Linked DNA regions of Sus scrofa: regions 2 and 3 are each linked to region 1. Evidence: chromatin contacts called from public HiChIP or PLAC-seq data. All regions are on one chromosome and are shown on one strand. Each heading gives the region's core, a stretch centred on a gene start, on an enhancer-like site or on the middle of the called end of the contact. The rest is flanking DNA. Distances are from core to core; before and after follow the strand shown.

The links. HiChIP or PLAC-seq counts read pairs in DNA pulled down with a chosen protein or histone mark.
Region 2: an H3K27ac HiChIP or PLAC-seq map of alveolar macrophages shows a contact between it and region 1. The contact joins two enhancer-like sites. A contact is called at or near these places in 3 of 5 promoter capture datasets (fetal liver, fetal skeletal muscle and liver), 25 of 47 Hi-C or Micro-C datasets (adipocytes, alveolar macrophages, blood and 13 more) and 2 of 2 datasets of contacts at active chromatin or transcription factors (alveolar macrophages and skeletal muscle).
Region 3: an H3K27ac HiChIP or PLAC-seq map of alveolar macrophages shows a contact between it and region 1. The contact joins two enhancer-like sites. A contact is called at or near these places in 2 of 2 datasets of contacts at active chromatin or transcription factors (alveolar macrophages and skeletal muscle).

The regions. Positions count from the first base shown.
Region 1 is chr14:133,453,970-133,457,553 of Sscrofa11.1, reverse strand. No RefSeq gene overlaps it. Among named protein-coding and RNA genes, the nearest start is that of CPXM2, 79 kb to the right of the region's middle. Within about 2 kb of position 1,818, at least 5 of the 83 cell types and tissues checked have an H3K27ac peak or open chromatin away from gene starts, as enhancers often do. A contact at or near this core is called in alveolar macrophages and retroperitoneal adipose tissue, where this site is marked.
Region 2 is chr14:133,780,600-133,784,183 of Sscrofa11.1, reverse strand. No RefSeq gene overlaps it. Among named protein-coding and RNA genes, the nearest start is that of OAT, 42 kb to the left of the region's middle. Within about 2 kb of position 1,848, at least 12 of the 83 cell types and tissues checked have an H3K27ac peak or open chromatin away from gene starts, as enhancers often do. A contact at or near this core is called in alveolar macrophages and retroperitoneal adipose tissue, where this site is marked.
Region 3 is chr14:133,764,207-133,767,790 of Sscrofa11.1, reverse strand. No RefSeq gene overlaps it. Among named protein-coding and RNA genes, the nearest start is that of OAT, 59 kb to the left of the region's middle. Within about 2 kb of position 1,655, at least 17 of the 83 cell types and tissues checked have an H3K27ac peak or open chromatin away from gene starts, as enhancers often do. A contact at or near this core is called in alveolar macrophages, where this site is marked.

The DNA.
Region 1 (3,584 bases), core at 569-3,068:
GAGGCACAAGTGGTGGCATCTCAGCGAGTGCAGCAGGCCCACGAGGAAGAACGGGCTCTCTGGGCTGCCGCCTGAGAGTGGCTGAGTCCTCCCGCGGTGGGACCGGCTCAGGCTGCACCTGTATGCATCACCGTGCCCTGGGGGCGGGCAGAGCAAGGAGTAGGATCAGCCCTTTCCCTGTGGATGCCCCGATCTGAGCCTGGGGTACAGACACAGGGGTCTCCTCTCCTGCCCTGAGGACCCCTTGCTTGGGGCAGCAAAGGCACTGGGGCTCCTGGGACTTTCTTCTGCCTGCTCTGAGTAGCCCCTTTAAGGTCAGGCCTTGGTCCGATCTAGAAGCAGGTGGGCCTGAAGCCTGGTCCTCCCCCAGGCTGCGCACAGTGAGGAGGCCACGGTGAGGGGTCAGCCCTTCGCCTCCCTAAGGAATTCCCTTCTCGCTGGGCAGAAAAAACCTGGGTCTGGGGAATCGAGGTGGGAAAGTTTCCAGCATCTTCTCCCAGAGTCCCAAGCCATCCTTCTTTACCTTTCTTCCCCTGAAAGGGACCATCTGACTTGCACCCACCAGGCTCGGCCCCCCAAGAGGACAGTGTGGGGAGAGGTGAGCCCTGGGCCTGGAGCCAGATGAGCCGGGTTCAAGTAACCTTGGGGACACCACGGGCCCTTTCCACATCTGCAGTCCATGGGCCTCATGAGTGCGTGTTGGAATTAACAAGGCAATGGTACATGAAAGCATAAACTGAAGATCAGAGAGGCTACACACCTGCCTGAGGTCACACAGCTCCAATCTCCGGAAAGAAAAGGCCAGAATGTCAACTCAGATTTTTTGCTTTTTAACTTCAAAGTCAATGTTTTTAACCATGGTGCCAATGCATAGCCCCTGCCCCCTCCCTTCCTCCCCAGCAGCCTGTCTGCATTTCATACGTCGTCCCCGTTTCAGACGCCCTTAGTGATGGGGCAGCCCTCTCTAGGCCTTCTGGGCCAGCGGTCTCTGCAGACCTGCCCGTCTAGGGTCTGGGCAGTGACTGGGGCTGCTAGGGGAAAGCAAGGGCCATGAACATGGCTTCATTCTGCCAAAAGGGACTCATGGCTGGGACTCCCGCCGGAAGAGGCTTCTCCTCTGCTTTTAGCTCGGAATTGACTAAGCCTCCCACTCCTGGGACCAGGTGGACATCAAGGCTGGCAGTGGGGGCGCCCAGCGTCACCTCAGAAGTGGATGGCCCACCTCTGGGCTCAGCCCCGCCTAATGACCTCCAAGGCACCAAGGGGACACCCTCCAGCTGGAAAGGGTGCGAAGAATCAAACTTTAATTTTTTAGCCAGGATTTTCTGAACATCTGTTTTGCACAAGGCACGGGGCCAGGCCTTGGGTGGGGTGGGGTCAGGGGCTGCTCCTTGCTCTTTGGATGGTTCCTTCCCCAGGTCTTGCCCCACGTGTTTATGGAGCATTGATCATGTGACGCAACTGGGAGGCCAGAGCCTTAATGGTGGGAGGCACGGATGAGGTGCGGAGCTGGTGTCCACGGGGGCGGGACGCGAGGGTTGGGCCAGAATTCTCGAAGCTTCTCCAATTGTAGAGTTAACTGGGCAACTTGGATAAGGGGGAAAGCCTACGTAACCACATACACATTACACATTTGATTTTTACTTAAGATATTTAAAGTACCTTCGCTTGTCTTTTGATTAAATAAAAGCCAAGCCTCCCCCCACCCCATGCCCGACCATGAATCTGCAGATTGGAGTTCTGGGGTCATCTTTGTGGACGAAACCACATCAGGATGAATCAGCTGTGGTTTCTGGCGTTGGTTCTCTAAAGGGGCCCGAGAACTGGAAGCCACTTGCAAAGCATCCAAAGGCCGAGTGGCTCATGGCGGATGAGCTGATTCTCCCAGAATTATTTCCTGCTGTGTGCTGGGACTTTCCAAAGCTTCCGACCTGCTTTTCAAGCTTCCTCCTATTTTGCATTTGTATTTCATCTGTTTACATCAGTGGTTCTCAAAGTGTGGTCCAGGGATGTTGGCAACCCCTGGGACCCTCAGGAGACCCACCAGTCAGCACTGAAACTCTTGGAGTTCCCGTTGTGGCTCAGTGGTTAAAGAACCGAACTAGTATCCATGAGGGTGTGGATTCGATCCCTGGCCTCGCTCAGTGGGTTAAGGATCTGGTGTTGCTGTGGCTGTGGTGCAGGCTGGCGGCTATAGCTCCGATTGGACCCCTAGCCTGGGAACCTCCATATGCCGCGGGTGCGGCCCTAAAAAGCAAACAAAACAAAACAAAACTCTTGCTGGTCACACTGAGACCAACTTCGCCCTCTCATTTTCTCATGAAGGTGATGACACAGTGGCCGAGGCTCACTCTGCTGCTGGACCACGTGCTTGTGCTCTCATGGGCGTCAGACATCTCCCAGCTTTAATTTCTAATACGGTAAGTACACTGATGCATGTTAGTCACGTAAACAAAAGCTCTCTGGGATCGTCAGTAATTTTTAAGAGCATAAAGGAGCCTTGTTACCAAACAGCCCGAGGATAGCTGGCTTATGTGTTTATTTTTTATTTATTTAATAAATAAGGGAAGTTCCCAGGCTAGGGGTCAAATGGGGGCTGCAGCTGCCAGCCCATGGGGATCGGCACTATGGCCCCTGAATGAGGCCAGGGATCGAACCCACATCTTCACAGAGACAACTTCAGGTCCTTAACCTGCTGAGCCACCATGGGAACTCTGGTTTATATTCTACTAAATCACACATTTCTGATATCAAGCACCACTGGCATAAGAAAGACTTGGAAATCAACATGATTTCAACTTGCGGTAAACACACAATTGACCAGAGGGCATTTTGCAGAATGGCCAAGGGCACTGAGCAGGCGCAGAAGGTCAGCCAAGATGTTTAGGGGACGGGAGGCAGACATCAGGGTCACTGGGGAGGCCGGACAAGAGGCACATGCAGGACAAGTGGGGACAGTGGTAATAACGGCGCCTGCTGTTTACTGAGCACCTGCTGAATGCCAGGCCCTGTGCCACGTGCCCCTTTGAGGGTCTGGATCCCCACCACCACCCTGGGACAGAGGCATCAGATTTATTCTGGTTCTGTCATTATACAGGAGGGGACACTGAGGCTCAGAGGGGCCAAGGACTGAGCCCCAGACCCCCGGTTCCAGGAGCAGAGCTGGTCCTTGATTTTAGGTCCTCTTTCTCCAGGGCCCGACTCTCCCCTGCCCTTCTTCCCTCTGAGCCCCTGGAATCTCTGGGTGTCTAAGGAGGCAGGTAGGGAGGGGGTGGGGCAGAGCCTCCCGTGAGGCCAGGTGTGTTCTGGACACTCTGGGCTGGAGGGGCCGACACGGGATTTGGGCACTGAGGTCAGGACCAGGTGGCATCTTGCAGGTCATTCCCCTGTGGCAGCAGCAGAACTGACTTGGACAGCGCCCCCCACTTCCCCGCACCCCATCAGTGCCCAGCCTTGCAGGGGTCTTTGGGCAGAGACTCCATCCTGGGCTCTGCCACCCTCTTACTGCCTCCTTTCCGTGGCCTGCAGCCACCGTACGGGGAAGCCAGGCCGAGTGAGTGCCAGGCCTGGGGAGGAGCCCCGCC
Region 2 (3,584 bases), core at 599-3,098, 330 kb before region 1:
CCCAACTTAGACATCACCACTTCCAGGAAGCCCTCTTTGATTGTGCCCGGTGGAGTAGGCTGCTTCTTCCCTATGCTGGTAGCACGATTGCCTCTCAGGAGGAGTGGCCCTGGACAGCAAGATGGAAGGAGCCCAGCGCTACCCTCTGCAGATCCGGGGTTGCCCATCGCTTCTCGGCGTGTTTTCAAGCTGGTCCAAACCTGACTCCTTACCTGTGACATAGGTTGAGGATGATAAGCTTACCTCCCAAGGTGCTGTGAGGCCTGAATGACATCATTCACGCAAAGCCCTTTCCCCGAGTCCAGCACATGTTAAGTTCCCAGTAAATGGTAGCTGCCTTCAAGTAAAATGCTTGAATCGCATCCGTGTGGGCGCTTAGCTCACGCACCTTGGACCCTTGTGACGGCTGTGCTTGAGTAGCGGGAATGCAACATTGGATGAACTGTTATGAAGCATGTGGGCTGATCGAGTTGATGGGGAGGCCTGTGGGAGCAGAGAGCATTCCCAGGGTCCTTGGTGCTGTTGGGGGCAGTGACTCAGAGACCCCACCCCCTTGTTTTTGGTGTTTTCTGGGGCTGTGTTTAAACACTGGTGGGGGTAGACCTCCCAGACCCCAGGAATCTGGGTACAGTGTGGGGTACCCACTCTGGTCTGCTGGGGGGGAAGGTGTTTCTCAAGGTTGAGTGGTGGGTGGGGGGCTGCCAGGTAACAGGGTGAGGGTCCAATCCCCCGTCCTGCATAGGGGGTGAATGGCCTCGGCTCTGCAGGGCCCTGTGCTGACCTGACTCTTTGTCCCCATTGTCTGGGCAGCCGCCTCCTAAGCTGAGTCTCAGCCCCAGGTTGTCCTGGGGCCATAAACACCTTGTAAAAATTGCTGGGAACAAGATTCTTTATGTTGGTGGCGACTCCAGCCCAGGTCGTTAAGTCTGGCCCGACTCAGACGCAGGGTTGGGACCTGCGGTGGCCGACTCACAGGTTTTGTGAGCCTCTCATTAGAGCCCTGGTGTTGCTGCCCCTCAGCCCCATCCTGCTGGGCTCTGCCTTGAGTCCTGACGGGCCCTTTGGGGCTCCCGGGGCTGGGGGACCCTGGGCTCCAGATTACACGTTTAATACCTTCTGCACTTTTCCTTGCTCTTGGTTTAATGCTCTCCTGTTGCCTCCTTGCAAATCGTAGTCATTTGGAACAAGGGCCTGTATCTTCTTTCTTTTATTTTTTTTAGGGCCACACCTGTGGCTTATGGAGGTTCCCAGGCTAGGGGTTGAATCGAAGCTGTAGCTGCCAGGCTCCACCGCAGCCACAGCAACACCAGGCCCGAGTCACCTCTGCAACCTACACTGCAGCTCAGGGCGACGCCAGATCCTTAACCCACTGAGCGGGGCCAGAGATCGAACCCTCGTCCTCATGGATCCTAGTTGGATTTGTTGCTGCTGAGCCACAGCAGATTCTCCAAGGGCCTGTATTTTCATTTTGCACTGGGCCCTGCACGTAGCTGCTTCTGGTGAAGAGAATGCTTCGCAGGCAGCAGGGCGCTCTCTGGATGGACAAAGGCCAGGCTGGCTGGAGGGCTGGGCCTGAGGGGCACGATTGTCAGAGACCAAGTCAGAGTGGTAATGCCAGATGGTGCGTGGGGGTTGCAGGCACCCTTGGGGCCATCCCAAGGGCTTTGGGTCCCCTCCCAGGGAAACAGGAAGCCACAGGGAGGGGTGAAGAGAAGAGTGACATGATTTGACCTCAAGGTTAGAACGTTCAACTTAGCTGCTGTGTTGGGAAGAGACTCTAAGAGGAGAACTAGGGAGCTCTCTCGGGAGGCTGACCAGGAAATGGGGTAAGGATGCTGGTGACTCAGACCAGGCTGGGCACCGTGGGGGTGGAGGGAAGTGGTCAGATCCCACATGGCTTCTGAGAACGGAGCCAACAGGACTTGTGACGGAGCAGATGTCAGCCAGGCGTCTGGCTCGTCCTGGTAGACAGTTTCCAAAGAGGACGGGGGACAAGCCCTGCCCTGCTGTTCCACCCCCGCCCCCCGTTCCACCAGGAGGCCAAGGCTTCCCTTCCTCTCCCCCGCCCTTGAATTAGGGCCGGGTTTGTAACTCGCTTTGATCTCTAGAGAGGGGGGGAAAGGAGGCCGTGTTCATTCCTGGCCTCACCTTGAAGAGCCGGCAGCTTTGGCTTTGCTCTCTGGGAGCCAGGCGCTGAGCTGTAAGTGGCTGGGAGAGATTCCCAGAGGAGAAGCTGGTGGACACACAGGCGGCACCCACTTCCAGACCTGGGAGAAGGACCTCGTTCCACATTCCAGCCCCAGCTGAGCCCCCGGAAGGATGAAGCCTTGGGAGTGACTCCAGCTGACAGCACGCAGAGCAGATGAACCGCCCAGATGAGCCCTGCCCAAGCTCCCAACCAAGAGAATCATGAGGAGTAAGGCCTGGAGTTCCCGTGCTGGCTCGGTGGTAAGGAACCCACTAGTATCCATGAGGATGTGGATTTGACCCCTGCCCTCACTCAGTGGGTTAAGGATCTGGCATGGCTGTGTGTGGCAGCTCTGATTCACCCCCTAGGCTGGGAACTGCCATATGCTGTGGGTGTGGCTCCAAAAAGCAAAAAAAAAAAAAAAAAAAAAAGAGAGAGAGAGAGAGAAACAAAACCTTGATTTTTTGGGCCACTCATTTTTGGGCTGACGGAGGTATCTGTCAGACACCCAAGTGGAAATGTGTGAATAGGCAGCTGGATAGTTCAGGGAAGGGATCAGGCTGGAAGGGTCAATGCGGGAATTTTCTTGCTTGCTTGCTTTTTTAGGGCCTCACTGAGGCACATGGAGGTTCCTGGGCTACAGGTCAAACCAGAGCTACAGCTGCTGGCCTGCAGCACAGCCACAGCAATGCCAGATCCAAGCCGCGCCTGCAAGCCACACCACAGCTCACAGCAATGCCAGATCCCCCACCCACTGAGCAAGGCCTGGGATCGAGCCCGTGTCCTCATGGATGCTAGTCAGATTTGTTAACCACTGAGACGGGAGCTTCTGGAAAATTTTGACATCCAGTCTTTTTTTTTTTTTTCTTTTTAGGGCAGCACCTGCTACATATGGAAATTCCCAGGCTAGGGGTTGAATCAGAGCTGTGCCTGCGACCGACCGACACCACCGCTCACGATAGCGCCGGATCCGTAACCTACTGAGTGGGACCAGGGATCAAACCTGCGTCCTCATGGATCCTAGTTGTGCTTGTTAACTGCTGAGCCACAACAGGAACTCTGACATACAGAGTCTTAAGGTCTTGAAACTGGATGAGAGTCACAAGGTTGACGGTGGAGAGACAAGAGAAGAGGGTCAAGGACCAAGCCCCGGGCACTTGGATCTTGCAGTGTCAGGAAGGCGCAGAGGGTCTGGGGGTGACGGGGAGGCTGCTGGACAGGCATTTCGGGCAAAAGTCTTTCTCATACCACTGCCCTCGCTCCTGTGTCCTGCGAACACAAACTCATTCAGCTGGGAGGGCAGACGGTCCTGGGCCACATCCAGCCCCGTCTTCTCCGAGCTGAGGTCCTAGCCAGCATCTTCATGCGTCCTACCCCATCACAGGCCAGGCCTTGC
Region 3 (3,584 bases), core at 406-2,905, 310 kb before region 1:
GGTCGCACAGCCAGGAAGCGGTGGGGCTGGGAATTGAACTCGGGAAGTTGGGAGCCGCCTGCCCGCCCAAGGTAGATTGGGCCCCACCTGAGCCACACGGCTGCCCTGCGTTGCAGTGGGTGTTCAGGCTCTGATAGTGTCCTTGCGTGCAGCTCTGATTTTAGGAGCAAGCTGCAGGAGTAGCTGAACCCTGTCTTCAGATTCCAGAGCTCGGGATCTGCCCTGAGCCACCCAGGTTGGCCTCAGGGCTGAGCTAAAGGGCAAGCCACGCCATTCCTGGGCCAGAGTGACCTTGGACGGGGCACCACCTGCGGAGCCGGATCACTCGGGTTCAAATCCAGCTTCCATTTCCAGTGGCATGATTGTGGGCAAGTCCCTTAACTGGACCGTGCCTCAGTTTCCCCATCAGTGAAGAGTAAATGCAGCAGCTCCCTGATTGGGTTTTGGAGAGAAATACACTACCTGTGAAGCCTGGGACCCGTGCCTGGTGTAGGTAAGAGCTCCTTCGACCTTAGCTATGATCCCACCTTGAGCCTGGGCACCCACGCTTCTGTGGCCCTGCCCTCGGCCGGGTGGGCCCCTCACCTGCGAGTCCTGGCCCAGCATCTTTTCAGGAAGCTCTTCCTTGGGAGGTTCTGTCGTTTTCGTCCTGGGCACCCCCCTCTCTGTCTCCCTGGGGGAGCGCTTATCACGGAGGGTGAGTTTTTCATCTGGTGGTTTGATTTGTGTCTGTCTGCAAGCTCTGGAGGGCAGGATTCTTGTTGGCATCTTCCACAGCCACGTCCCCTGCCGAAGGGCCGAAATCAACCTTTAAGTGAGTGAGCCTGGCGAGAGCGCACGGAGACCCGCGCCAGGCCTAGGACTTCGGGCTGCCAGGATGTCCTGCAGAAAGGCTGCCATTAGGACTGTCCTTCTCCCCCAGAAAAGCCCGTCTTGCTCTCTCTGCTCCCAGCAGCGAACACCCCAGGACTCATCCCCCGACCAAAGTCCTCCCAGGGGCTGCTGTGCTCCGGATTTTCTGAGAAGGTTGCCGCCCTGTGAGGCCCAGCTCCTACTGACCCAAGGCCACCCTCGGGGCCTCTGCTCATGCTGTACAACCTGGGGAAGGAGCCCCTGTGGGGACAGATTGTCCCCGGGGACTGGCTCCCTTCAGTCTGGATCCACCATTCTAGCAGATTCCAGTCCGCAGGGCCTGAGCATCCGCAAAGGAGGGCTCCTGAGGCTGTTAGGATGAGCGCTGTTGGAGTGCCTGTTGTGGCTCAGCAGGTTAAGAACCCAACTAGTGTCCATGAGGATGGGGGTTCGATCCCTGGCTTGCTCAGTGGGTTAAGGCTCCAGCATGGCCACAAGCCACGGAGTAGATTGCAGATGGGGCTCGGATCTGGTGTTGCTTTGTCTATGGCGTAAGCTGGTGGATACAGCTGCAATTCGACCCCTAGCCTGGGTCCGCAGGCTGCAGGTGCGGCCCTAAAAAGAAAAAAGAAAAAAAAAGAGCACCGTTTTCTCCAGCCTTCCTCTGGTGCTGAGGCTTCAGGCCGGGGGCTGCGGGGTCAGGAGCCAATGTTTGCCGTAGGCCTGCTGAGCCTGGCCCAGGACAGGGTGTGGCCCGAGCCGTGTCTCCAAGCTTCGGGAGGCTGGGCTGAACTTGCTAGAGGGGTCAGTGCTATCCCTTCATTTTGAGGAGGGTGCTGAGGCTCAGAGAAGGGAAGTAACTTCTCCACAGTGACAGAGCCAGATGCGGAGGGGAAATGATGTCACAGGCCTGGCACCAAGAGCTGTCCTTCTCATGCTCCCTGACCCCTGGGGACCTGGAAACTCAGACAGAGAAACTATTTCTTTGGGCCTCAAGGGCCCTGGAAGTAGGTGGTGTTGGCATTTTATTTCATTTGTTTATTTTTACTTTTTTTAGGACCACACTCACGGCCTATGGAAGTTCCCAGGCCAGGGGTCGAATCGGAGCTGTAGCTGCTGGCCTACACCACAGCCATAGCCACGCAGGATCTGAGCCGTGTCTGCAACCTATACCCCAGCTCCCGGTAACACTGGATCCTTAACCCTCTGCGTGAGGCCAGGGATCGAACCCACATCCTCGTGGATACCAGTCGGGTTCATTACTGGGAACTCCCGGATTGGGATTTTAAAGTATGCCGTGCTCACCTTCGGGCTGGTGCTTCTGCTGGAAGCCTGCCCCTGGCTGAGCATACTTATGGGGGGTTGGATGAAAGCAGCTGGCTCTGAAGGCTTCCTTGGGGGCAAAGGATAAGCCTTGTTGGCTGTCTTGGTTGCCAGGAAATGACCTCTGCGGGCAGAGGTGGTGCGTGGGGGGACATGTGTTCTGCCCAGGGGGACGGTTTGACGAAGGCGGAGGGGCTGGAGGTTGGCCAGGTCGTCCTGCTCCTGGACCCGGCTGTGCTTCCACAGCTGCTGATGAGGAAATTCTCCCAGAGTTGATTTTAAAAATAGATCTATAAAAATTTCTGGGCACCGTTTAGAGTTGAAGCCCTAAGGGAAGCACATGAACCTTTCCTGCTGACGGGCTGCGGGGATCCAGGGATGTTTATGTGGGCGGGGGGATTCTGGTGGGTCACTGGGCATGGCTTTGCGGAAAATATTTTCTCGGCTGCCATGGCCTGGACCCAGAAAACCCTCCAGAGGCACCAGTGGTAAGGCTGTGACTTAGTAACGCTGGGATGTGGTGACCCTGTGACCTTGGACGTGGTGACGCCCCTGAGTCAGGCCTGCAAGCTCTGGCAGGCCTGTGGGTTCCAGCCAGAGGCTAAGCCTGGCTGCTGGACGGTCTCAATTTTTTCTCGTTCTCCATCAGTAGCCAACCTGGCCAGGGACAGCTCACCTCGGAGGGCCCCTGACATGCCTGTCCTCTGGGCCAACTTTCTTGATGTCTTTTTTATTTTTATTTTATTTTTTCTGCTTTGTGTGGCCGCACTGGCAGCATATGAATGTTCCCAGGCTAGAGATCCAATCGGAGCTGCAGCTGCCGGCCTACCCCACAGCCACGCCAGATCTGAGCTGTATCTGCAACCTACGCTGTGCAGCTGGCCGCAACGCTGGATCCTTAACCCACTGATCAAACGCCAGGGATTGAACCCCCATCCTCGTGGATACTAGTCGGGTTCTTAACCAGCTGAGCCTCAGCGGAACTCCCCTTAATGCCTGGGTCCACCAGGGTCCTGGTGGGGCCAGCGCTTGGTCCTGCCTTGGCTTCTTCCTCCTAATTCTAGGTCACCGTGTAGGAAGCAGATCATTTTCCTGCTGATAACGGCCACCTCTCACGGCAGCACGCGGACGCGTGGCCTTCACGAGTTCCCTGGGCCTTTGCTCTCTGACTTACACTTTGGGATGAGGCCGCTTGGGGGGTGCGGTGGAGGGAGGGGGTGTGTGCGGGAGGAGACCGTGCAGGCCCTTGGTGCTGTGCTGACCCTCTAGTGTTCTGGGCAGGGCACCTCCAGCGCTTTTGTAGGTGACGCCCCTGCTCTGAGTCCACTTTTGAGGCCAGGCTTTGAAGCTGGTGAGCATTTTGGCATCTCCATCATCTCTGGTCCAGGGCGAGCTGCCTTCCTTGGGCC